Linked DNA regions of Pan troglodytes: region 2 is linked to region 1. Evidence: chromatin contacts called from public HiChIP or PLAC-seq data. All regions are on one chromosome and are shown on one strand. The core of a region is the stretch at or near the end of the contact, and the rest is flanking DNA. Distances in the headings are between cores, read along the strand shown. Region 1 holds the start of HDAC10 (histone deacetylase 10). Region 2 holds the start of ARSA (arylsulfatase A).

Evidence for each region. HiChIP or PLAC-seq counts read pairs in DNA pulled down with a chosen protein or histone mark.
Region 2: an H3K4me3 HiChIP or PLAC-seq map of stem cell-derived excitatory neurons shows a contact between it and region 1, with 2.2 times the contacts expected there. The contact joins the promoter of ARSA here to the promoter of HDAC10 in region 1. A contact is called at or near these places in 1 of 7 Hi-C or Micro-C datasets (stem cell-derived neural progenitor cells) and 1 of 1 datasets of contacts at active chromatin or transcription factors (stem cell-derived excitatory neurons).

The regions. Positions count from the first base shown.
Region 1 is chr23:52,372,229-52,378,045 of NHGRI_mPanTro3-v2.0_pri, forward strand. It overlaps HDAC10 (histone deacetylase 10), which reads right to left and starts at 4,030. Exons shown (of 20, transcript XM_515218.9): 1 at 3,582-4,030; 2 at 3,379-3,513; 3 at 3,038-3,134; 4 at 2,674-2,771; 5 at 2,471-2,575; 6 at 2,246-2,314; 7 at 1,939-2,065; 8 at 1,455-1,520; 9 at 1,183-1,242; 10 at 1,014-1,103; 11 at 718-824; 12 at 577-644; 13 at 242-497; 14 at 44-128. The coding sequence starts at 3,640. It overlaps MAPK12 (mitogen-activated protein kinase 12), which reads right to left. Exons shown (of 11, transcript XM_016939477.4): 11 at 5,676-5,817.
Region 2 is chr23:52,748,514-52,754,086 of NHGRI_mPanTro3-v2.0_pri, forward strand. It overlaps ARSA (arylsulfatase A), which reads right to left and starts at 2,478. Exons shown (of 9, transcript NM_001280396.1): 1 at 2,280-2,478; 2 at 1,890-2,126; 3 at 1,500-1,740; 4 at 1,168-1,386; 5 at 925-1,094; 6 at 487-611; 7 at 269-396; 8 at 1-14. The coding sequence starts at 2,107.

The DNA of each region.
Region 1 (5,817 bases), core at 2,780-5,279:
CCCTAGGTCCACAGCATCCCCAACCCCTCCCAGGTGCTCCCACCTGCCCATCCAGCATCCCATCTAAGAGGTACAGGAGCTTCCCAAGTGCAGTGAGGGCCTCCTCCCGGGCCAGGGACTCGTGTGGCCTGTGGTGGACAGACCAGAGGGACACACAGACACGGAGTGACCGCAGGTCAGGCACACACAGGCACAGGTGTAGATGCGGCCCCATCCTTCTCCCCAGGCCAGCCCTGCCCACCTGGCCCAGGCTTCTGTCTCCTCCCTCAGGGCTGACGCTTCCTGTTGGATGACGTCAGGGGGCAGAACCGATGTGATATCCGGCATTGTCAGGGCAACAGCGGTGCGGACAGAGGGTGCGGGGCAGAGGCACGGCTGGTCCAGGAGGGAGCTCAGTGCAGATGCAGCTGCCTTACACACTGGACCCCCAGGCAGCAGAGGTGGAGGCCTCCCCTCTGGGGAGTGGCTGCTGGGGCTCATCGGCACAGCGGTCACATCTAGGGACAGTTCGGAGTCATAGCCACTGCACGGGAGCCCGAGGTGGGATCCTGCAGCCTAGCACCCGGCCACACTGACCTTGCTGCTGGAGGCTCTTCCAGTGCGGGGCCTGGGCAGCACGGGCACTCTGGATGGACTCTAGGGCACTGTGGGGGAGACACAACAGTCGTGACACCTGGTCTCACACCCCAGCCCTGCCCGCCCTACCTCCCCTCGCACCTCTGACATGGCACCATTGGCCCTGACAGGGGTGGGGCCGGGTCACCCAGCAGCGTCTGTACTGTCATGCACACTGACTCCGCCAGTGACTCCAGGTGGTAGCCGCCCTGGGAGGAGGGTGGAGACATGATTGGGGCAGGGATATCACTGGGATGGGGTGTCACCGGGAGAGCCCCTGCCTGGCTCTATCCCGGGCAGGACGCCCCTCCCAAATACCCCATGGGCACCTGGCTCCCATGCTCCTGACCCCTAGGCCTCTGGCCCAGAGACCCTCCCTGTGTGCCCTCCCCAGTCACCTCCAGCACGGCGCAGACCCGGCCGCCGGCCAGCACCTGCAGCAGCTGTGTGAGGTGGGCGAAGCACTCTGGCGTGGCCTGCATTTGCCCCTGGAACCAGAGCCATGTGTGACGGGGGACCTGGGCCCCAGGACCCCAGAAGCCCTCCCTGGCAAGGCAAGGCCCTCACCTCAGGGTCCCCGATGGCTGAGTCAAATCCTGCCGAGACCAGCACCAGCTCAGGGTCAAACTACAGGCCAGGCCGGAGTGGGGAGGGTCGACAGAGAGGGGCTAGAGCCCGGGTGAGGGCGAGCCAGGCCCATCCCATCCCCTCCTGAGCACCTTCCCCAGCCACACAGGAGTGGGACACCTCATAACCCTCCTCCTGCCTTCACTGGCGCACTCCAGGCACAAGGTCCCCCTCCCACCCGGCTGCCCTGGGGGAGCCCTCCGTGCAGTCACCTCAAAGGCCAGTGGAAGCAGCAGGTGCAGGAAGGCAGCCACGTAGTCAGCGTTTCCCATCCCGACCTGGCAGGACATCCCAGGCTACATCCTGAACTGTGGGGCAGGGGAGGGGCCCAGGGGGAGGGGGCTGGGTGGGGACCTGGGGCTTGAGGGTGAACTGTGGGGCAGGGGAGGGGCCCAGGGGGAGGGAGCTGGGTGGGGACCTGGGGCTTGAGGGTGAACTGTGGGGCAGGGGAGGGGCCCAGGGGGAGGGGGCTGGGTGGGGACCTGGGGCTTGAGGGTGAACTGTGGGGCAGGGGAGGGGCCCAGGGGGAGGGGGCTGGGTGGGGACCTGGGGCTTGAGGGTGAACTGTGGGGCAGGGGAGGGGCCCAGGGGGAGGGGGCTGGGTGGGGACCTGGGGCTTGAGGGTGAACTGTGGGGTGGGGGAGGGGCCCAGGGGGAGGGGGGCTGGGTGGGGACCTGGGGCTTGAGGGTGGGCACCTGGTTCCAGGGCAGGTTGACAGTGAAGCCGAGGCCCTGTCCCCGCCCCACTGCGTCTGCATCTGACTCACGCAGGAAAGGCCAGAAGCGCCCATGCTCATAGCGGTGCCAGGAGAAGTAAAGGACGCTGCCAACAGCCAGCCAGAGCCAGAGGTCAAAGGTCAGGACCCTCAACAGCTCTACAGCTCCCTGTAGAACGCTGACCCCTGAGCACATGTCTGTATCTCACCCCTGGATTCTCCCAGGCCAGGCTGTGCACCCAAAAACTGGGGCTGCAGGGAAGGGTGGTTTCCGCACCCCTGCTCACCTGGGGTCATCCTCAAAGAGATACTGGATCCCCTGGCCATGGTGCACATCCCAGTCCACGACGAGGATCCTGGGTACAGACAGCGCTGGTGGCAAAGGGGCAGGGCCTCCCACCTCCAGGAGCCCGGCCAGGGATGGGAAGGTGCTGGCTGGGTTCTCTCGCCTCCTGCGCCGCCCCTTGCTGTGTGGCCTGGGCCCACCCCCCTGCAGCCAGCCTGGCACACACCTGTGTAGCCCGTGTTTCTGCTTGGCATGTGCAGCTGCTATGGCCACGTTGTTGAACACGCAGAACCCGTTGGCAGCCGCCCTCTGGCTGTGGTGCCCGGGAGGCCTACGGCGTGAGAGTAGGATTTGGGTCACGTCAGGGTCGCCCTGGCCCCTCACAGGGCCACCCACGGAGGAGCAGCCAGGGGAAGGGGCAGCTCTCACCTCACCAGGGCAAGCCCATTTTGCACAGCTCCAGTGAGCACAGCGTCCACCAGCTGCAGTCCAGCCCCTGCGGCCAGCCGCGCGCAGTGAAAGGTACTCTGTGGGCGCAGGGGCGCAGATGAGCCCCCTACCTCCCCTGCTGCCCTTTGCAGGCCGTACCCACACTTGTGCCAGGCTGCAAGACACCAGCTGCTGAGCAGAACAGGCCAGCCCCAGGCTCTGGCAGTGCCAGCAGGCAGGTGTGCAGGGCAATGTCATGTGTATGGACCAGGGGACACTGGCTGGGGTTGGCGGCCGTGGCTGTGAACGCGCAAAGGCACGTGCATGTGTGTCTGCACAGGTGAGTGTGTCCGGGGACACGCACCGGGTGGAAGTAGATGGCGTCGAACTGTCCGGACAGCGCCTGCAGCTCCTCCTTGCCTAGGACCTGGGTCTCCCTGACCAGGGATACATACTCTGGGCTGCATGCAGATGGGCAGGCAGGAGAGGCAGGGTCACCAGCAGGAGCAGGGGGGCGGGAGGCGGGGACCTGGGATTCGTGGTGGGAGTGGCCACCCTGTCACTTCCTCAAGCCTGTGAGCCCACCCGAGGTGCATAGGGAGAGGCTCTGTATTCGAGGCTGGCAGGCTTGGGGTAGGCCCAGGTTCTTAGGTTTCTAGCTGGGCTGCCCGCCCCCCCCATCGTGGGGCCTGCCCCCGTCCTGACCTGTGCACCAGGCCCAGCTCCTCTTCCGAGGCCTCGCGAGCTGACAACCGCAGACACCTCTGTTCCAGGCCGCGCTGCCGCAGGCGATCCAGGGCTGCGGTCAGGCGCTCAGGACGCTCGATCTCGCACTCGGGGCTGGGGCAGATGAGGAGCTCAGTTCAGAGGTCCCTCCCCGCACCCCACCTCGGCCAGGTCCCACTTACTCGTCCCAGAGCAGCCGGGTGGCCGTCATGTCCTCATGGTACACAAGCGCGGTCCCCATGGCTGCGCCGTGGTCACCCTGGGTTCCCAAACGCCCTCGCTAGCGGTGCCTGCCACTGCCCGTCCCCACCTTCGGCCGGGAGCAGCCGGAGGCCTGGGACCTGCCTGGGGCGCAGGCGGGCGGCGGGCACCGGCGTGGGCGGGAGCGCACAGAACCTAGGCAGGCTCCGGGATCCCAGGCGCGCAGAAGGCACGGAGCGAGGCTGCAGTCGAAGGGGGAGGCTCCCCGCGCCTGGCTTCCGGCTTCCTCGCCTCGGACCTGGGTCCCGCCCCGCGCCCTGCTCCCGGTCGCTATGGCGAGCTCCGCCCCGGAGCGAGGAACCAGCGGGCGCGGAAGCCTCGGCGCCCCGAGCCGCCAGCCCTCGGAGCTGCGCTGCGGCTCCGCCTCCCCATTGGCCCCGCCCCGATCCCCTCCAAGAGGGGCGGGGTCCCCCGGCCCTACGCGAGTGGTCGCCGCAGCCCCACCCGAACGCCCGTGGCCGAGCCTGCCCATGAGAGCCCCGTTCTGCACCAGCTGGGTCAGGGTCCAGCGCAGCCCCAAGGCCCACCCGGCCCGGGCGCAGGAAGACCTGGGGTGAAAGGCGAGGGGAGCGAGGGGTCTGCAGGGCAAAGGCCACGAGGCGGGAGGAGCCCGCGGGGAGACAGGTGGCGCTGCGGCCGGCTCAGGGCGGTGGTCGTGGCTGCATCGAGGCGCAGCACCGCCCCCGAGGTTTAAGGAGGGAGTGAGTCCGGTTCTAGCTCCAAGAAGACCCCTGGCCCAAGAGCAGAGTCAAGGTCGGTGGAGGTGGGGACACTGGACCGGGGTTGCGGTAGCATGGTGGGGAACAGAGGAGTGAGGAAGATAGGAGGCACGGGCACAGCCACGGAGCAAGATGCCCGAGAGGAAACCTGAGGCCCCCTGGAGCCCAGGGGACACCCTGCCCCCGCGGGAGTTCACATCCAGCTGGGTCACAGAATTTTGGGGCCCCCAGTCCTCAGGCCACCTATGGGCCCACACTTTGGGCCCAGTGTGGACAGCAGCCATGCCACAAGTCAGCATGGCTCCGGAGCTGATGGTGGTCACGTCCCCCAGGCCCAGATGCCCTGGAGAGGCATGAGGGTCGCTGGGCAGAGAAGGCCCATCTGTCCTGGCAGCTCATCAGGTCCACTTTGGCTGGGCCAGCTGTGGGCATGTCCACCGAGGACACCTGGCCTGCCCTGCCCTGCCCCTCACTGGTCTCTCTGCTGTAACCCCTGCCCTGGGACAGGTTTGGAGGTGCCCATGGCCTGTGTTCCAGCCGCCACCCTTGGAAACACCGAGTGGCCTGCAGAGGGCAGCCTGGGCACGAAGATACCACTGGAGCAGGGTAGTAGGGGCTAGAGGTTTGATCAAGAATAAAACCCAGCCCTCTGTGCTCACCAATCCACCACAGGGGCCAGAGGGGTCTCAACATGTCCAATGTGCCCCGTCCCCCCAGGGACTGGCTGGTGCTCACCACTCCATCACAGGGGCCAGAGGGGCCTCAACGTGCCCAGCGTGCCCCCTCCCCCCAGGGACCTGCTGGCGCTCACCACTCCGCCACAGGGGCCAGAGGAGTCTCAACTTGTCCAATGTGCCCCGTCCCCCCAGGGACTGGCTGGCGCTCACCACTCCATCACAGGGGCCAGAGGGGCCTCAACGTGCCCAGCGTGCCCCCTCCCCCCAGGGACCTGCTGGCATTGGAGGGTGCAGAGAGCTAGGGTAGATCCTAACACTCCTCCTCATCAGGCCCTGCCCCAGGGTCTGGCTTCAGGATCCACACACAGTGGCTTAGAGTCTAAGCCATTAGCAGGTCACCCCGTAAAAGGGGAGGGGCCAAGCCCTAACGTGGGGGTTTGAAGATCACTGGCACAGGCCTGGGGAAGTGGGCACCAGCTTTGTGGCCTGGGAGAGATGGGATGCTCAGGCCCCCCTACTGGCTCTGAGGGTCTGAGCTATCAGGCCAGCCTCCTCTACATGCAGGCCAAGGGCTTGGAGGTCTTAAGGTGGGACCCAGCATGAGGACGCACAGCCAGAACAGGGAGCTACAAAAGGGTCTATTTCCTTCCAGCCACGCGGGCACCACACAGCTGATTTACATTCCAGGCTGGGGGTGCAGGAAGGTCCACTGACATCGCCCAGGAGAGGGGATGTCCCTGAGTTGGTGCCCTGCGCCCACC
Region 2 (5,573 bases), core at 1,228-3,727, 370 kb after region 1:
GACCGCCGAGGGCTCTAGGGGCAGAGTCAGGGGTCACGGGGCGGGACAGGCCCCAAGCACTGCACATACCTGGGGCTGCCAGCCCTGGTGTGAGGCCCTGGACGTGCACCGCTTCTTGCCCACCCAGGAACCTGAGAGGTGGCGCCACTTGGATGCCACTCAGTGCAGGAGGCACTGAGGCACAGACTCTCAGGCACTGCCCACACTCACCCCAGGGGAAGGCCAGGACAGGGGCCAAGGATCTGGGATCAGGGGTCACCGGCCCTACCTTGCCTGTGCCCAGCAGCAGGGGGCTGAGGTCAAAGCCATCCAAGGTGACATTGGGCAGTGGGGCCCCAGCCAGGGCTGCCAGGGTAGGCAGCAGGTCCAGGGAGCTGGCCAGCTCGTGGGTCACGCCTGGAGGCAGGAGGCTGGTCAGTCACTCAGTTCGCCATCAAGGTTGGGGTGGTGGGGCCAGGGTTCCAAGGAGAGGGCCTGCGGACTGACCGGGAGCGATATGACCTGGCCAGAAGGCCAAGGCAGGCTCTCGGACACCGCCCTCGTAGGTCGTTCCCTTTCCACACCGCAAGAGACCAGAGCAGCCGCCTCGGGACATACGCATGGTCTCAGGTCTGGGACACAGGAGGAGCTCATGAGCCATGGAGCCACAGCCTCTGAGCCACCGAGGGTGACCAGTGGCCCCACACCTCTAAGTCACAAAGCTTGCCCGGAGGTGCCCAGCATGAGCCCGGCACCTCCCAGGCCTACCAAGACCAGCTCTCTGTGCACCTGTGTCTCCTGACTACACCTTGGGCCCCTGCAACGTGGCCAGCATCTCCTGATACCCCCTCACCCACTATGTTCTTGGCAAGCAGCTGAACTGCAAGGCCCCCAGGGCCCTGGCCTATGACAGGGCCAGAGCACCCTGCTGCCCTGCTGGCATACCCATTGTCTGCAGTGAAGATGACCAGCGTCTCTTCAAGCAGCCCCAGGTCCCCTATGGCTGTCATCAGGGTCCCCACAGCTGCATCCAGCTCCATCAGGGAGTCCCCAAATGGCCCGCGGCCTGAACGCTCTGCAAAGCTCTGCCCACTGAACTGAGGGTAGTGGGTGTGCTGGGGGCAGAGACTGGAGTTAGCACTGGGTAGGGGTCATGGGCAGCCAGGGGGTTGGGCCAAGATCACTTACGTGAGAGGCATAGTACAGGAAGAAGGGGCGATCCTGGCGCTGGGCGTCGGCCATGAGGTCATGGGCAAAAGCCATGTAGCGGGCCTCTAGTCCGGGCAGCCAGGGGGGCTGCGCCTCCACGGACAGGTTGGCCAACAGTGGGATGGGGACCAGGCCCTGGTCACAGCCACCGTCGCAGGGAGTGGCCGGCGGGAAGCAGGTCAGGTTCTGGCAGGGGCCCTGAGGCGGGCAGCTGCCGTGAGGGCTGGGCTGGCAGGTGGGGCTGCGGGAGCATCAAGGGCTGGGGGACTTTGGGAGGTGGGAGGGTGGCTGAGGGCCCGGGTGGTTCCTACCTGGTCGTGGGAGTATGGGATGCCTAGAAATCGATGGAAGCCCTGATGGGGGGGCAGGAAGGCCCCCTCAGGCCCCACCCCAAGGTGCCACTTGCCGGCCATTCCTGTGAGGTAGCCTCGGGCAGCCAGGACTTCGGCCACGGTCACCTCCTCCAGGGGCAGGCCCCCCCGGGAGCTGGGCACCAGGACGCCAGGGTACATGCCCATCCGAACCGGGAGCCGGCCGGTCAGGAGGGCGGCCCTGCGGGACAAGTCACAGAGTCCCTGAGACAGACAGAAATGTGGCCTTCCCTAGAGAGAGAGACAGACGTTTTTCCCGCCCTCCTGCAATCCACTGGGAGGAAAGGGATGGAGGGTCGGGGCGGGGAAGAGGCGCGGCCCCCTCTTTACCTAGAGGGTGTGCACAGAGACACAGGCACGTAGAAGTCTGTGAACCGCAGCCCTCCTGCCGCCAGCTGGTCCAGGTTGGGAGTGGTAGAGCTGGGGTGCCCATAGCAGCCCAGGTCCCCATAGCCGAGGTCGTCAGCAAAGATCAGCACGATGTTGGGCGGACGGGCAACGGCCAGGCCAGCAGCCAGGGCCAGGAGGAGGGACCGCGGTGCCCCCATGGACATGGGACCGAGGGGTCTGTCCCAAGAGAGGGAGGGCTACTTGGCTCCAGCAGGCTCCTTCCGATACCACAGACCCAGGCGCCGCCCTTCCCTGAGACCCCAGACCCAAATACTCCCCGACCCTGACGGCCGCCTCCTGAAGCTCCAGAGGACCGGGGCCCGACAGTACCGGGAGACCGTGGGCTGGGACGGAACTCCTCCAGGACCAGGGCACCTTCAGATTCTCGAGCGGAGATCTGATCCTCCTCGCCTAGCGGTCCGGGCTCAGGGTCGGGGGCGTAAGTCACTTGGCGCTGACCAGCGGAGTCGGGCCGGGGGGAAGGCGCTAGAGGGAGCCCAGGAGGAGCCGGTAGCGGGCTGCGGACGCTTCCGCCTCGGCCCCGCCCCGTGACCTGTGACCCTTGCGGGGCGGGGCCAGGGGCGGGCCGGGGCGAGGGGCGTTGCTGCGCGTGCTCGCTCCGAGGCCGCTGTGTGCGCCTGAGGCTGTTGGCTGCGGTCCTGAAACGGACTCTGGGAGCTTCCTCTGCGCGGTCGGCCCCGGCTGAGGCGTCCCGGGCTGCGCGCGGGGCTCGGCGCTGCGCAGTGTCCGGTGTCCTCTCGGTCCGGAGCTTCTCCAGAGGAGGAGCGGCTCGTGCGCCCCCAGACCTCCGGTACTGGGAGACTCGGGCCCTCCTGTAAGAGACCTGAGCACGGAGCGTTATGGGCACCCGGTGAATGAGCAAATCGCAGGGAAAACCGTGCAGCCCCATGGACTGCGGGCTTTTCCTTCACGACTAGCAAAAGCTTTGACACCCTTTCTCCTGCGTACGTGTGTCTGTGTGCGTGTAAGCTGTGGCTGGGTGCGGGCGGCTGTGTACGTGTCTGTGTGTGGTGTGTGTGGAGTGTTTGAGGCAGGTGTGTGGTGTTTCAGGTGTGTGTGCATGTGTGTGTGGTTGAGGTGGTGTGTGTGTTTTTTTGTAGTGTTTGAGGGATATGTGTGTGTGGTGTTTGAGGGGTGTGTGTGTGGTGTTTGAGGGGTGTGTGTGTGGTGTTTGAGGGGTGTGTGTGGGTGGTTGAGGGGTGTGTTTGGTGTTTGAGGTGTGTGTGTGGTTGAGGTGTGTGTGTGGCGTTCGAGTTGTGCGTGTGTTTGAGGGGTGTGTGGGGTGTGTGTGTGGTGTTTGAGGGGTGTGTGTGAGGGGTGTGGGGGATGTGTGTGGTCTTTGAGGTCTGTATGTGTGGTGTTTCACGTGTGTGTGTGGTTGAGGTGTGTGCAGTGTTTGAGAGGTTGTGTGTGTGTGTGTGTGGTGTTTAAGGTGTGTGTGTTTGAGGTTTATGTGTGGTGTTTGAGGGATGTGTGTGCATGTGGTTGAGGTGTGTGTGATGTTTGAAGTTTGTGTGTGGTGTTTGAGGTGTGTGTGTGGTTGAAGGGTGTGTGTGGTGTTTGAGGGGTGTGTGTGGTTGAGGGCTGTGTGTGGTGTTTGAGGGGTGTGTGTGGTGTTTGAGGGGTGTGTGGTGTTTGAGGCACGTATGTGTGGTGTTGGGTGTGTGTGGTGTTTGAGGTGTGTGTGTGGTGCTTGAGGGGTGTGTGGTGTTTGAGGCACGTATGTGTGTGGTGTTGGGTGTGTGTGGTGTTTGAGGTGTGTGTGTGGTGCTTGAGGGGTGTGTGGTGTTTGAGGCACGTATGTGTGTGGTGTTGGGGGGTGTGTGTGGTGTTAGAGGTGTCGCGTATGTGTGTTTGCGGTGGTTGAGGTGTGTGTGTGTGTCTGGTGTTTAGGGTGTGTCTGTTGTGTGCGTGTGGTGGTGGAGGCGTGGTGTGGTGTGGAATGTGTGTCTGGGGTCCAGTCTGGCCTGTTGCAGGGTTACGCTGCTGGGGAAAAACTCATCTGAGGACAACGTGATTGGGTTGTCGCTCCCTCGTTGGGCAGCCTTGGACTTAACCTTTTTGATCTTGAAGGAAAACAAAATATGTCACCTCCAAATATATTTCCTTGACACGGTTCAAGACAGTTACTCAGAAGGACTGGAAATAGAAGAATAGCTGAAAAGCTGTCTTTTGTGGGGGAGATTTGCATCTGTGGAGAGAATCTACACTGATGCGGCCAGGCCTCCTCTGAGGCCCTCCCTTGCCTGATCTGGGAAGAGTAACAGTCTGACGCCTTTAAAGGCCTGAAGGGAACATTCACCATCTGTTCTCTCTCAGGGCTGCTACCTGTGAGGTTTCATCTGTAGAACAAGGCCACCTTTGCTAGCCAGGCCTCCTCTGCTCTCCCTCCCGTAACCGGTCTTGCCACTGTCACCTGATTTTCCACCATAAACTGTGGCCATACTTTGAGCCCATGTTCTTTCTGTAACCTCAAGATGGTATATAAGCTTCCGAACCCCATTGGGAGGCTGGGGTCATCACTCTGGTTCTCCCTGTGTGCATGAATAAATCTCTATGCCTTTTTTCTTACTAACCTGGCTTTTGTCAGTTGATTTTCTGTGAACTCAGAGTGCAGAAAAGTTTTTCTCTAGGCTCCTACAGTTTTGGTGCAGTCGGTAGGATAACTAAAGTCATTCTCCTGGGAGCCTCCGTCAGGGGAACCCAGGAGCCGACAAGCTGGCAGAAAGAAGGGTGAGAAGGTCTTAGCAGCCAGGCTCCCGGCCTCTCTGGAATCTTGTCAAGCCAACGGTAAAAATCACTGTTTACCTTGTTTTCCTCTTCAAAGTTTTAATGAGAGAAATGTATTTATGTGATTAGTTTTGTATTCATATTGTTTGATTGCTTTTTTTTCCCCAGAGATAGTCATCTTTCATTCTTGTCTTTCTGTGTTTTTCTGTCATAAAGAGGGGTATCATGGGGTAGAACACAGGCCTAAAACCCCTGTAAGCCCCGTGTTGGGGCCGTCCTGCAGGCTAGTCAGTTTTGCAGCTCTGATCGGATGCATCTAGTTAGACAAACTTTGCTGTGGGTCTGTGAAATGGAAACTGGATGAGATTCTCCTTTCTTTTGATGTCCTTGAAAGCTTGAGTTGTGAGCGAGTGGGAATGATGCAGGCCAGGCAGACCCCAAAGTGGAGCTTAGCCAGTGAGGGTTTTGGCTTTTTCCAGGAAAGAATTCAAAGACAAGCCAGAGGTAGAAGAAAACAGCTTTATTGAACAGGTGGCGTTAGAGCTCTGTGACTGCTCCTGCAGAGCAGGGCCACCCCGTAGGCTGAGAGTAGCAGCTCAGGGCAGTTTTGCAGTCACATTTATACGCACTTTTGATTGCATGCAGATTAAAGGATGGTTTATGCAGAAGTTTCTAGGGAAGGAGTAGTCATCATTGGGTCATTGCCATGGAAAGGGGTGGCAACTCCTGGGTGTTGCCATGGCAATGGTAAACTGACATGGCACAGTGGCGGGCATATCTGACTGAAAGCTGCTATTGCCCCAACCCTGTTTTAGCCAATCCCCAACCGGGTCAACTAAGTCCCACCTCCTACCTCAGGAGCACTCTCTTGGC